2 separate regions of the Mus musculus genome follow, and region 2 is linked to region 1. Evidence: chromatin contacts called from public Hi-C data. All regions are on one chromosome and are shown on one strand. Each heading gives the region's core, a stretch centred on a gene start, on an enhancer-like site or on the middle of the called end of the contact. The rest is flanking DNA. Distances are from core to core; before and after follow the strand shown.

What was found. Hi-C and Micro-C count contacts between places; a contact is called where the count stands out from the background.
Region 2: a contact with region 1 is called in a Hi-C map of uterus, with 3 times the contacts expected there. The contact joins the enhancer-like site here to the promoter of Gulp1 in region 1. A contact is called at or near these places in 4 of 39 promoter capture datasets (the 3T3-L1 cell line, 3T3-L1-derived adipocytes and liver), 8 of 484 Hi-C or Micro-C datasets (adipose-derived mesenchymal stem cells, frontal cortex, nephron progenitors and 1 more), 2 of 115 datasets of contacts at active chromatin or transcription factors (embryonic limb bud and fibro-adipogenic progenitors) and 3 of 9 other capture datasets (adipose tissue, liver and pancreatic islet).

What each region holds. Positions count from the first base shown.
Region 1 is chr1:44,549,635-44,555,716 of GRCm38.p6, forward strand. It overlaps Gulp1 (GULP, engulfment adaptor PTB domain containing 1), which reads left to right and starts at 2,037. Exons shown (of 11, transcript NM_028450.3): 1 at 2,037-2,238. It overlaps Gm39635 (a long non-coding RNA gene), which reads right to left and starts at 1,823. Exons shown (of 3, transcript XR_865406.1): 1 at 1,746-1,823; 2 at 675-1,076.
Region 2 is chr1:44,674,971-44,681,446 of GRCm38.p6, forward strand. The region is part of intron 1 of Gulp1 (GULP, engulfment adaptor PTB domain containing 1); the gene reads left to right. Among named protein-coding and RNA genes, the nearest start is that of 4930521E06Rik, 67 kb to the right of the region's middle. Within about 2 kb of position 4,166, at least 41 of the 459 cell types and tissues checked have an H3K27ac peak or open chromatin away from gene starts, as enhancers often do. A contact at or near this core is called in embryonic limb bud and uterus, where this site is marked.

The DNA.
Region 1 (6,082 bases), core at 787-3,286:
AAGTCTTTTCTCCTATTGTAATTGGATAGGTAACAAGAGTGTCCTGGAAAAGAGAAAGAGTAAGAAAGGGGTCTGAAATGGATTTCGGTCCCTCTGCTGCCTCTGCCCTGGCTTGGACTACATCATGTTCCAAAGCACATCGATATTTACGCATGTTAGCCGTGTAAACCGCTTTATATCTTTCCCCTTTATTTTTACATCCGAACTAAAATTGGGACAGCTAAATTTTAAGGATTATCTTCCCAGAAAGGTTCTCAGCGGTCCTCTCACGCTCCAAGATTCTCTCTTATGAGGATGTGTTCTTCTTCTTTTCCCAGTCAGAAGTTTACCAGGCTCATTTAAGAATAGTTTGCTGTGGCTGGGTGTGGTGGCGCATGCCTTTAATCCCAGCACTTGGGAGACAGAGAGAGGCGAATTTCTGAGTTCAAGTTCGAGGCCAGCCTGGTCTACAGAAAAAAAGGAATGGTTTGCTGTTTTCCTCTCAACTCCACACCATTTCTGTTCTGAATTCTGAGGTAAGCACAGAAAGATTGCTAATAAGTAGAATGTGGCTGTCGAGAAAGTTGTCCTATTATTTTGGAGGGAGGGTGTTGGAGTAGGGGGATGTAGGGTTGTGGGTCCCAAGTCCACTCCACTACAGGGCACCGGCGCTTGGGAATCTTGACAGGACTTACCCCACACTGTCCCTGGGTGGGTGTTGGGCTGCAGGGAAGCCACGGGACTCTGCTCCGGGGGTGGGGAAGCACAGCCTGAGGTGCAGGACAGCCAGAGCTGGCTTGGAGCTCCCCAGGCCTGTGATAAGACCTGGTCTTCTGGTTCTCAGGCTCTTGGACATCCAGGTGCGGCTGGAAGCTGAGGAAGAGCTGAAAGCAGAGTGGGGGCCCGAGGGTTGGATCTAGCCCAGGGCCAGGGTGGGGGAAAGAAGGGAGGAGCTCTGGCTGGTCTCAGGGGAGAGTCCTTGGCTTGAGTTTAGCTTGGGCTTGGGTCCTGGCTGGGAGCACAGAGAGGCCTTCTATGGAAGATTACACAGTGGCTCTGTAGACAAAGGTCATCTCCGTGTCTCCCTGCGGCAGATCCTGAAGAAAAGAGGCAGTCCTTGGTTTTAAGGCATTTATTGTCATGGCAGAAAGTGGATGTGTAAAACCATACCCCCCTTCTCAGGGTGGGCCTGAGATTAAATACCTTTTACAGGGAGAGTACCTCATTAAAATAGAGATTAGATTTGAGCCTATGTGACCACAGGTCATATCCTCTACCTGTGGAGGGGCTTGGGGAGTTGCGCTTATGTAACTGATGACCACAAATCTATGGAGGATGGAGGTGGGGCTACAGCTAGTGACAGAGGCCTGGTGTCCAGGAGCAGGCAAAAACTCCTACTGTCCCTTCATGGTCTCCTGGGCATTTAGCCTTAGCTCAACCAGGGACCAGCTACCTTTCACCGCCCCACGGGGGGGAGGGGTAACGTGCAAAGATTCAGACAGAGTTTAAAAGAGAAAGAAAGAAAGAAAGAAAGAAAGAAAGAAAGAAAGGAAGGAAGAAAGAAAGAAAGAAAGAAGAGAAGAGAAGAGAAGAGAAGAGAAGAGAAGAGAAGAGAAGAGAAGAGAAGAAAAGAAAAAAGAAAAGAAAAAGTCTAGTCCCTGCAGCTGCGTTTCACGAGGCTGTGGAGAGCCCTCCTCACTTATATTTATGCCCTTTCTGTGTCACTTTCTTTTTTGTTAAACCTCAGAGGTGTTTTAAATTCTTACCAAACAGCATCTGTGGGAGGAGGTTTAAAAGGAAACCTGGAGCTGTGGAAGTGGGGCGGGGCCGGTGTTTTCTCTCCGTCTGAAATAAGAATGGACAGCTTCTTCTGGAAACCGGTTTCTTTCTGTCTTACTCCCTAACCTCTCCAGGTCTGCCTTTAAAAGCAGGACAGTTCTGCATTACTGCAGAAAACCCCACCAGCGTCCCTAGTGCGCACACAGAGCCGGAGTTTTCTTCTGGCCGAGAGGGGGAGCCCGGCGATCCTAGCCCTCAGCAACCGGGAGTCCCGACCCAGCCCCTGCCGTCGCCAGCACCAGTTTGGGCTTCAGCGGATTAGAAGGAGGGAGAGGACCAGAGCCCTAGGGTCCGGAGCCCAGTGCCTTTCGAACCTGCACAAAGTTTTCCTGTGGGATACGAACACGCGATCGTGGGCCACGGTTCCCGGAGCTCCTGTGCCTGCCCCAGCCCTGCGACCGCATCCCTCTACAAGCCAGGGTAGGAAGCGGGAGCGTCTCTGGTCCGGCCAGCTATGGCCAGGTGGCGCGGAACCAGGAACAGACCCCGAGAGGAAAGCGCAGTTAGCAGGAGGGTGAGGAGGGCACCGGGCTGCGACCGCTTATAGGTTGCGCAGATTCCGACCCCGAGGGCACAGGGAGTCTGTGGGCACTGAAAGAGGGACCTGTTGCTGCAGGCGGGGGCAGTGAGGGAGGAAGATGGGGCCACCCAGGGACGCCAGCCCTGTGCCTTCCCGCCGCATCCTCCCCTCGACCCAAGGAGGAACTTCTGGGCGAGGTGGGGGCTAGCAGGCGTCGGGAGCAAGCGGTGGGGGGACGCTGGACCATCCCGCCCGCTGCGGGTGCATGGAACAGAGGCTGCTCAGCAAAAGGAGGCATCGCTGGGTCAACTAGGCGACCCGAGAGCCAACTTCCTCCAGCTTGGTCTCGCTTTGTTTGGGTCGCTGTAAAAATGTGGGCAGCGGCAGGGGAGGCGGCAAGGAGCTTGTGACTGGGCCGCAGATACTTTAAAGCCCTACGTGGGTAGGGCCCCCACTCTCGGGCGGTGTCCATGCGGCTGCCCTTTGGCTAGGCCGGTCAGATCCCCGCTTCTGCGGGCGTTATGTTAGTGGGACTCAGCTTGCCAAGCTTGCTTGCTCTGGTCCACCTCCTGGTGGTGGCCCAACTGGCTCTCTATCCTGGGGCTGCTGGGCTGATTTCCCTGTTTGCAGGAGGGAACTCTGGGCAGTCTAGTTTTCTTGGAATGTGTTTACAATGTAGAATGGGACTTGAACAGGAAGCTGAACGCTGCAGCTAGAAATAGCGTGCCAAGGTAGAGTGAGGGAGATACAGCTGCTGTTGGGGAAACTCTCAAGTGTGGGCTGGCAGTCAAGGAACACCCCTACCTCACCCCGACACACACACACACACACACACACACACGCACACGCACACACACACACACAGCGTCTTAGTTTTTCTTGATGGAGCTTGTCTTTGTTAATAGACATTTACGTGCGATATTTCAGTCTGTTTGACAACATAATATCAATTAGGAAGATTTAATAACTGTGTATTCTGTCTGCTTTTAAAAATGCTGCACCAACATTTAAGAATGAAAACTTTCTAGACTCTGTCAATTCTATTAATTCTAGGGCTTGCAGAGGCCAGGATACCTATGATTTTATGTAGTCCATATGGCTGAACAGGTCGTAAAAGAGTACGAATTAGAAAACAGAGTAAACGATGAGAGGTGGAAAATCCTGAAAGGAATTGGATTTTTTTTTTCAGTTTTGCAAATTGCCTGGTTGCTCTGCCAGCCTTTCCCTCCTTCTTCCTCATAATCAAATAGCTAGAAATTGCTAGAAAACCCACCGAATGGGAGAGTTTGGACGCTGGTGTCTGCAAGCTTTTCTAGAAACAACGGTGAGACTAAGGTACTGCTTCACTGCATAATTAAACTCTCCTTGAGCTGTCCAGGAGCATTTCCCAAGTTTTTAAGACTGACAAGAAAAGAATGGAAGAATCTGGCAGGCAGCCAAACTAGACTGAACTCAGTAGGCAGGCCTGAAAGAGACTCGGGAAGTTGCAGGGCATAATTTGAATGGCTTGGTGGTGGTACTGGGGCTTAAATAGGGGGGTTCTTTTAAAATGAAAACTTTAAATGACTAAGAGTCTTTGGGGAAAAAAATAAAAACAAAAACAATTGACTAAGCATAGAATGCAGTTGAATATCAAGGAGAGTTAAGAAGGCCCAAAGGGAAGTGTGGTCCTTTCCACCCTTGCTCTGAAATAGCAACAGTTTGCGTGTGCTTACCCTGTTACTCGGTCTTCTCCAGATGCACCTTGTTAGCTGCCACTTCAGTCCTTCAGGCCTTGACCTTTCTTCTTTGTTTTCATGGCCAGTAAGAATGAAAGACCAGCACTGAGCAGATGGTTTTCCACCTAAATTGATTAATTCAATTAATTTCAGATAGCTTGGATTTGGGATCATAGAATTAAAGGGGAAAATTCATCTAGTATGTCTTTCTTGTATTACAGAAGAGCCCCCATAATAAACAAATCTTCCTCCTTTCCCTGAAGCAGGATAAATCAGGGTGCAAACTTACTGCTCCTTTCTCAATTCCAGGCAATCTAGAAACCCTGAGCCTTATCTGAAATTCAGACCCTTTTCTTTATTATCTTTGCTTCTATTTAATCTGTCCCTCAATTTGTTCCTTAGTGAGGTGGATGAGGTAGGCATGGGAGGTAAAGGGTAAAAAGCAAATGTGGTTTGTATTCCTTCTGAATGTTGGAGTTTGAGGTTGTAAATGTCACTCTTCTCTCTGAGGTTGACTTTATGAATCACCCTGTGCAAAGTGTCTTTCTTTACCATGACTTTAGTTTTTCCACTTGCAAAATAAACTTTCCTCTACACATTCCCAAGGTCACTAAAGGGATCAAGTGATGTGAAAAGCTTTTTTTTAAAGGTCATGACTTTTCTCACTGAGTCTATGAGAATAAAATTGAGTTGTTTATATCTGTTATACGTGCACAATAATATTTCTGTAAACTTATTTTTTACCTTTTATTCATAGCTATAGTATGACTGCATTGATATTATTGCTACTCCTCCCTTTCTGATTTAACATCTCCTGTCCTTTTCCCACAATTTGTCAAGTTAATCTCTTCATATATCACACACACACACACACACACACACACACACACACACACACAACTAAGAAAAACCTTACTACTTTCACTTACTGTTACTGGTATGTTTAGGATGACCACTTGGGATAAAGTAACTTGTGTCAAGGATCCAGTCCCGGGAGGAAACTCTTCTCTCAAAGCCACTGATTGACTGTAGCTCTTCGTGGAGGGATGGGACCTTGTGAAAGATGCACATTCACATTGTCATATCAGCTAGTATTGTCATTACGTTGATCTTGTTAGGTGACTGTGTTGTTGACGTTTCATGAGTGAGGTTTTTCCATCATGTCTGAGTTCTCTGTCTGGCAGTAGCTGTCCTTGTCCTTCCTCTTCTAACAGAGTTTTCCCTGAGCTTTAGGCGTATGAATTATGCTGTAGATGTATTTGGGTCTGGATTACTCATGCCATTTAGTCTCAGCACTTTGAACAACTTAATCTGTTGGAAAAAAACAAAACCCTCTTGGATGAGGCATGAGGGTTGCTCTTATCAAAGGGGCAAGTGTGAGAGCCAGAGTCAGGAGCCAGGGCTCGGAGTGCACAGTGTCTCAAGCCTAGGAGGGTGCCATGTCTCAGGCCTAGGAGTGTTCAATATCTCTGGCCTAGGAGTGTGAAGTGACTCAGGTCCAAGAGTGTGCAATATCTCAGGACTAGAAGTATGAAAAGTCTTAGGCCAGCTTGGTTTTCAGATTTTCATTGCTGAGCATGTTGAGTGAGATTTTGTTATAATAAAGGCTGAGTCATTTTGTTAAGCAGAAGAGAATAATTCATTGCTATTTGTTTATCTTTATATTAAAAAACAGTTAATTTTGAAGCATAGCTTATATTTTTCTTTATGAAACGTTAACAAGCATGTTTGCAAAATTGTGCTTATTTAGTTGTTTATCAATGTTTGCACATTCATTTTTTTGGTGCTTTTGAGGTAGTACCTCATTCTGTATCCCGGAATACCTGGTAACTCACTATTCATGTATCCAAGGCTGGTATACACTGGAAAAGAGGCAATCCACCAGCCTCATTCCATCTTTTGAGTTCAGGAATTCCAGGCATGAGCCTCCTTGCTAGCCCGCCTTTCTTAGAAGCAACATTTGAGAAACTAAAATACATTTGTAGTGTAGAAACTAACTGGTGATAAGCACAACAATTTCCATATG
Region 2 (6,476 bases), core at 2,916-5,415, 130 kb after region 1:
GAGCCAGGATCCCAAGAGACAGTGTAAGGGCTTGTGGGGAGGCATTTTCTTGCTAGTACTGTAGTTATCCAGTGCTTTGAAATGTGATGTGTCTTTAGTTCTTTACCAGCTCCTTATGTTAGACTGAGTGATTTACATGGTATTTTGTCTCTTGATTCTTGAATGCTTCTGAATGTCTGACCTAATCCAACATCTGTCACATTTTGGACATTGAATGAGACTGACATCTATAACATTGTGAACATTGAATGAAAACTCAGATGGCTTTTCAATTAACCTTAAACACATAATGACTCACTCACCATAAGAGAGGAGTGGCCATAACTCTAGTGCCAATGGGTAAAGGTAATCCAATGTTAATGTAGAATATTCCAGCAGAACAGCACTTTGTCAGTTTGTATTATTAGAAGTTATGTAATAAGTTTGTACACAATTTTAAGAAAAATCCTTTTTGCTGCCAGGCAGGGTGGCATATTTGTGTGATCCTAGCATTGTGAGGTTGTATAGAAGTAGGAATTCACAGTCAGCTGTGGCTATGTAACATGCTGTTCCAACAAAAAAGCAAAACAGTATAAAGCAGACCCTTTGCTAATAGAAAACTTAATAAAATCGCTTAAACTAAAACAAATTCCAAATCAGTAGTTAGACTTCTAGTCACAATTGAAGTTAGAGTTAAAAGTATGCATATTGGAAAGATAGTCAAAATAGCTCTGGAAGGGAAGTGAGCAACTATGTGTCATTGTGTTTTGTTTTTGTTTATTGTTTCTTTTCATTCAAAAAAGCCATTTACTTATAGAAAGGGACCTTAGAGTCAAATGGCATTTTGCCTTCCTATCTAGCACATGGGACAGTTTAATTAAATGGCATTCTGCCTTCTTCTCTAGTGCATAGGCCAGCTTCTGAGACTAATTCTCTCATTGTTCTGTTTGTTGATCTTTACTGTCTCCATCCAGGTCCTGGTGTGTCCCTGAGGTGCTACACCAGCAGCTGATCTTCCTGTCTTGCAAACTAAAATGATTTTTCAATAGTACAAATGTCAGGTAGATTGGACCAGAAGCTCTAGGCCTATTTTCCAGCACAGTGATTATAATTAACAATATATTATTTTCTTGAAAAATTCTAAGGGTGGTTGTAAAGTCTCATGAAAAGAAACAAAGAAACAAACAAAAACAAAGACTAGTCAAACCATAGGGTAGATTTTGTAAAATATATTATGAATGATAATTACATATGTTTTAATCCATCAATTTAAAGATTAAAAGGATAACAGAATCTTCATTACTACTGGAATAACATATATTGTATTGACAATTCATGGCCAAAGTGTTTTGATTGTAAAAGCTAACTCCGGAGTTAGCCACAAAAGAGTGACTTTTGATTTCTAGACCCACCTTCCCTCAGTGTTATGGCAGCTATCTATGACTACTCTACATGATTGGAATTTGTGTACAACCCAGACATATTGCATAACTAGCACATAACTGTTTTGGTCTGCTAAAAAAATGTCTGGAACAGTACTGTGAACATCACAAGCAGGTAATTTTGTAACTGAAATTCCATTTTTGTATCTTCCAAGACATAAAAGGTTCTCTATATTATCTGCTAGGATATAGATACATTTTACTAAGAGTATCCCAATCTGTGCTATCCATCAAAGATTTAATTTTACAGTCCTTTTAGGGGTCTAGTGTAACAATGAATGACAGGAATAATAGGATATGAAATAATTTCTAAACAGATCTTAAAAATTTTTTACCTAATTTTTGTGTTGCTACTTTTATAATTCTTCAATATCCTGATATTGCTGGATACTAAATTTCATTCTGCTATAACAACTATATCTACAACTCAATTATTCACTCTACACAATTTTTTTTAGTGAACAACAGATGTAGATGCATTGAAGAGGCTCTCACTAGAAATTCAAAGTGTGTATGGGAAATACAAACACATTTATAGAAGAAGCAAGGAAAATGCGAACAACACAATTTATTAAAAGACATTTCCTATACCTAAGCTTAGGCTTATGACTTGAAATGCTAAGTGAAATGATAGTTACCATAAGACTAACTTGTGAAGCATCATTGCTTTCTTGGTTAGTCATACAACACAGAGTGTGACACACAATGATAAAGCTAGAAAATTAAAGGTAGTATTTCTGCTACAAATTTTCCGAATGAGACTATGTTCTACTAATGCAAACTAATTCCCATTGCTGTTCTTAGGATCCAGAGACTTGGAGTCATGCCTGGAAAAATGCATCAGAAGCATTCTGTAAGATTAGAGACTACATGTATTATTGCTACATTATTAGAAAATTCAGTGAAATTTTAATTTTCTTGAATTTTAAAAGAGGCAGTTTTTAGTAGTAGCTCAAGTGGCAATTATAGACTTTATCCATTTTTACATTCATTCAAATATTTAAAAAAATGTTTGTTGCCTTTCCCTTTATCAGTTTCCATGTGTTTTTCTGATGCTCCACATTTATCTTTTAGCCAGTTCTAATAAGTCTTCCCAATGATCCGTACCTGTGGATTGCTTATTAATGTGTATGAGGTGATGGCTATACACACTAATAATGTACAAGATATGACGGTGCAGTATAACACACATCTTTTCCTGTTACCATGAACAATACTAAGAAAGGTATTTTGTAAACATGTTACATTCCTCTACGATAGCAGGTGTTTTAGCATTAGCAACTCATGCTGCCTTCTAAAGTGAATCTAGGAGCGTTCTATCAGACTTAATTTGTTTGTCTAATTATAATGTGTTGATGTTAATATGCAAGTTTAGAGCAGAAGATGGTATGGGGGCACAGCTATATGCTGTCCTCCACCCTGACCTGAGAATTTTCCTTAAGTTTTTAGGGACCTCAGCTTGAGTAAAGCCTGATTCTTGATCACACTAGAAAAAAGAATTTCAGACCAAACTAATGAGAAGTAGAATTAGAACTTAGTTAAGCTAAAGTAGAAGATGTTCAATAGAGCATGGATGTGGATTTCTCAAAGGAGATTCTGGTCTCATTGTCAAAATAATGTGTGTGTGTAGACCTTTATGGATCTTTTAGAATGTCATTGTTCTTTAAAATCTTAAGGAACCATTTTCTCTTTTATTTCTCTTTCCTGTGTGATGATTAAATTATAGGGTAGTTATGGAGGTATCTTGGATCTGATTTCAATTTGATGAAACCAGGTCCAAGTAGGTTCAGCAAGGCTTAAGGGTACATCATTGATGTTTCTGGCAAGATTCCTAGGAAAGGAAGGTTTGTAGCTGGAAAAGGAGGAAGGTGTTGAACAAGTGTTAATTGTTTCCGTTCCTGATTCCTAGCTGGTGAGAGTCTTCAGCCACACCTTAGGAATAGAGTTCTTCTTTCACTTCTGGTTCATGTGTCTTTATAATCCCCCTGCTTACATAATTTGACCTGCATGATTTATACCCTTCCTCCAATTGCTTGTTTGTGGTGAATAACATTTGAGCATCACATGTATAGCATAGCTAAATTGATAGAATACTTAATTTTTGTTGTTGTTGCTGCTGGTTTTGATACAAGTTCAATATATGCTAGTATGGCCTGCAAACCTACTGTGTAGCCAAAGACACTCTTGAACTTCTGGGCTTCTCACCTCCATCTCCAGAGTGCTAGGATTTACAGATGTGTACCACCAAAATTGAAAAGAGGACTTCACAGGCAGTAAACATGAACCTGAACTACTAAGTTTCATCCTCAGCTTAACCCTTCCTATTGAGATTTTTTCTAGCTGAAAATTGAACTAAGGAACCATTAGTGACCTTTACTAAGAAGGTAGTATAGTGTCAGATGATGAACTAATTCTTCCTACCTAAACTACTGTTTTTAACTCACATGAACATATATTATCTATGCATATTTATGCTCACTTCTATATTTTTCTGCAGCATTGAAACATTGCACCCAGTAAGTCAAGATGAGTCATTATTGCTTTCTTCAAGTTTCATTTATTTAGAATGTTTTCTGTAATGTAAAAGAAAAAGAGGACATTGGAGCAGACAGCTCCTGCTTTCTGTTAGTAACTGCTCTTAGACAATAAAGTACAGAAAGTTTTTGATAGGCCACAGCAAGGGGTGCCACAGAGACCAAGGTTTGTGCTTCAGGAGCCTAGTCATTGCCACTCAGTACAGCTCTCTGAGCTGGCACCATCTGCCTCACAGCTGAAAATAATTAAATGTCACAAATAACAGGCCTCCCCACTTTCTGGCTTTCGCTAAGCAAGTCTAAAGTTTACTGGCACCGTTGGGCAGATTCCTCAGTTAGTAATGTAGAACAAGCTGCCAGTTAACCTGCAAAGCCGAGTGATTCCTTAGGTTAGAACACAGGCCCATGGATATTTAAATTATTAATAATATATTTCAACTGGGGATTTCTTAATTTTTTCTAAAGAGCTAGTTTTCTACTGAATTTTATTAGCAATTACCACCGAACACCAACTTGACATATACCAGAGAAAGACACACTGTTGCTTTGTTTTACCTGGCCTGTGTTGGCAAAAAAAAAAAAAAAAAATGATCAAAGCCGTGCTTAAGAACTCAGTCACTATGTTAGTCTGCTGAGTGAGCACATTTGTGCAGTGTTAAAGGAATGAGCTCTGGCTGGGTATTGCAGCATATGGTTTGCATTATGAGAGCAGGATCATAAAATAAAATGAAAGGACAAGCATAACATTGGAAACGTAAAAGAACACAGTATTTGTTTTTCTTTAAAAGAAGAGTTGTGCTTTTTTCCTTCTATCAAAACAGGATTTCTTTGAGATGGTGCCTGTACTGTGTTTCAGTATCCTGATGGCTTAAGAATTTAATACATATTTTCCAGCTCATAAAATGTATTTGGACCAATCTTTAGATAATTGAAAAATGCTAATTTTACTCATGTCCAAGTAGATCAAGGAACTCCACCTAAAACTAGGCACACTGAATCTAATAGAAGAGAAAATGGGGAAGAGCCTCGAACACATAGGTATAGGGGAAAATTTCCTGAACAGAATACAAAGCTTCTGTAAGGCGAAGGACACTGTCAATAGGACAAAATGGCAACCAACAGATTGGGAAAAGGTCTCTACCAATCCTATATCTGATAGAGGGCTAATATCCAATATATACAAAGCACTCAAGAAGTTAGACTCCAGAGAACCAAATAATCCTATTTAAAATCCTAAACAAAGAATTCTCAACTGAGGACACTCAAATGACTGAGAAGCACCTAAAGAAACATTCAATGTCCTTAGTCATGAGGGAAACGCAAATCAAAATGACCCTGAGATTTCCACTTCACACCAGTCAGAATGGCTAAGAACAAAACTCGGGTGTCAGCAGATGCTGGCGAGGATTTGGAGAAGAGGAACACTCCTCCATTGCTGGTGGGATTGCAAGCTCTACAACCACTCTGAAATCAGTGTGGCAGTTCCTCAGAAAATTGGACAGTACTACCTGAGGACCCAGCAATACCACTCCTGGGCATATACCCAAAAGATGCTCCAACATGTAATAAGGACACATGCTACACTCTGTTCATAGCAGTCATATTGATGGTATCCAGAAAATAGAAACAACCCAGATGTCCCTCAACAGAGGAATGGATACAGAAAATGTGGTGCATTTATACAACGGAATACTACTCACCTGCTAAAAACAATGACTTCATGAAATTCTCAGGAAAATAGATGGATGTAGAAAATATCATCCTGAGTAAGGTAACTCAGTCACAAAAGAACACACATGATATGTACTCACTGGTAAGTGGTTATTAGGCAAAGAGCATGGAATACCCATGATACAAGTCACAGACCACATGAAGCTCAAGAGGAAAGAAGACCAAAGAGAAGTGGATGCTTCTGTCCTTCTTACAAGGGAGAACAAAATAATCTTGGGAAGTAGAGGGTGGGAGGGCCTTGTGAGGAAGAGAAGGGGGGGGGAGAGAAAGAGAGGCAGAATTAGGTATGGGAGGAGATGGAGGAGATGTACAGAGGGTCACGAAATGAAACAGAGGTGTGTAGCAATAGAGGATGGGGAACTTGGGGTAACAACCAGAATGTCCCAGATTCCAGGAAAGCAAGAACATTCCAGAACCCATCGGGGCTGACATTAGCTGAAAATACCCCACAAAGGGGAGGGGGAACTTGTCCAGACCATATCCAGAGGTTAGGCATGTCCCCTGGTAGAGGAATGTGGTCACCCACCCTTCTCCAAAATTTCAACGCAGAATTTCTCCTGTTCAATGGAAATACAGTGACAAAGAGTGGAACAGAGACTGGAGGAAAGGGCATCCAGAGCCTGGCCTACCTGGGAATCCATTCCATAAGCAGACACCAAACCCAGACATTATTGCTGCCAAGAAATTCTTGCTAACAGAAGCCTGATACAGCTGTCTTCTGAGAGGCTCTGCCAGATCCTGACCAATACAGATGCAGATGCTCATAGCCAACCATTAGACTGAGCACAGA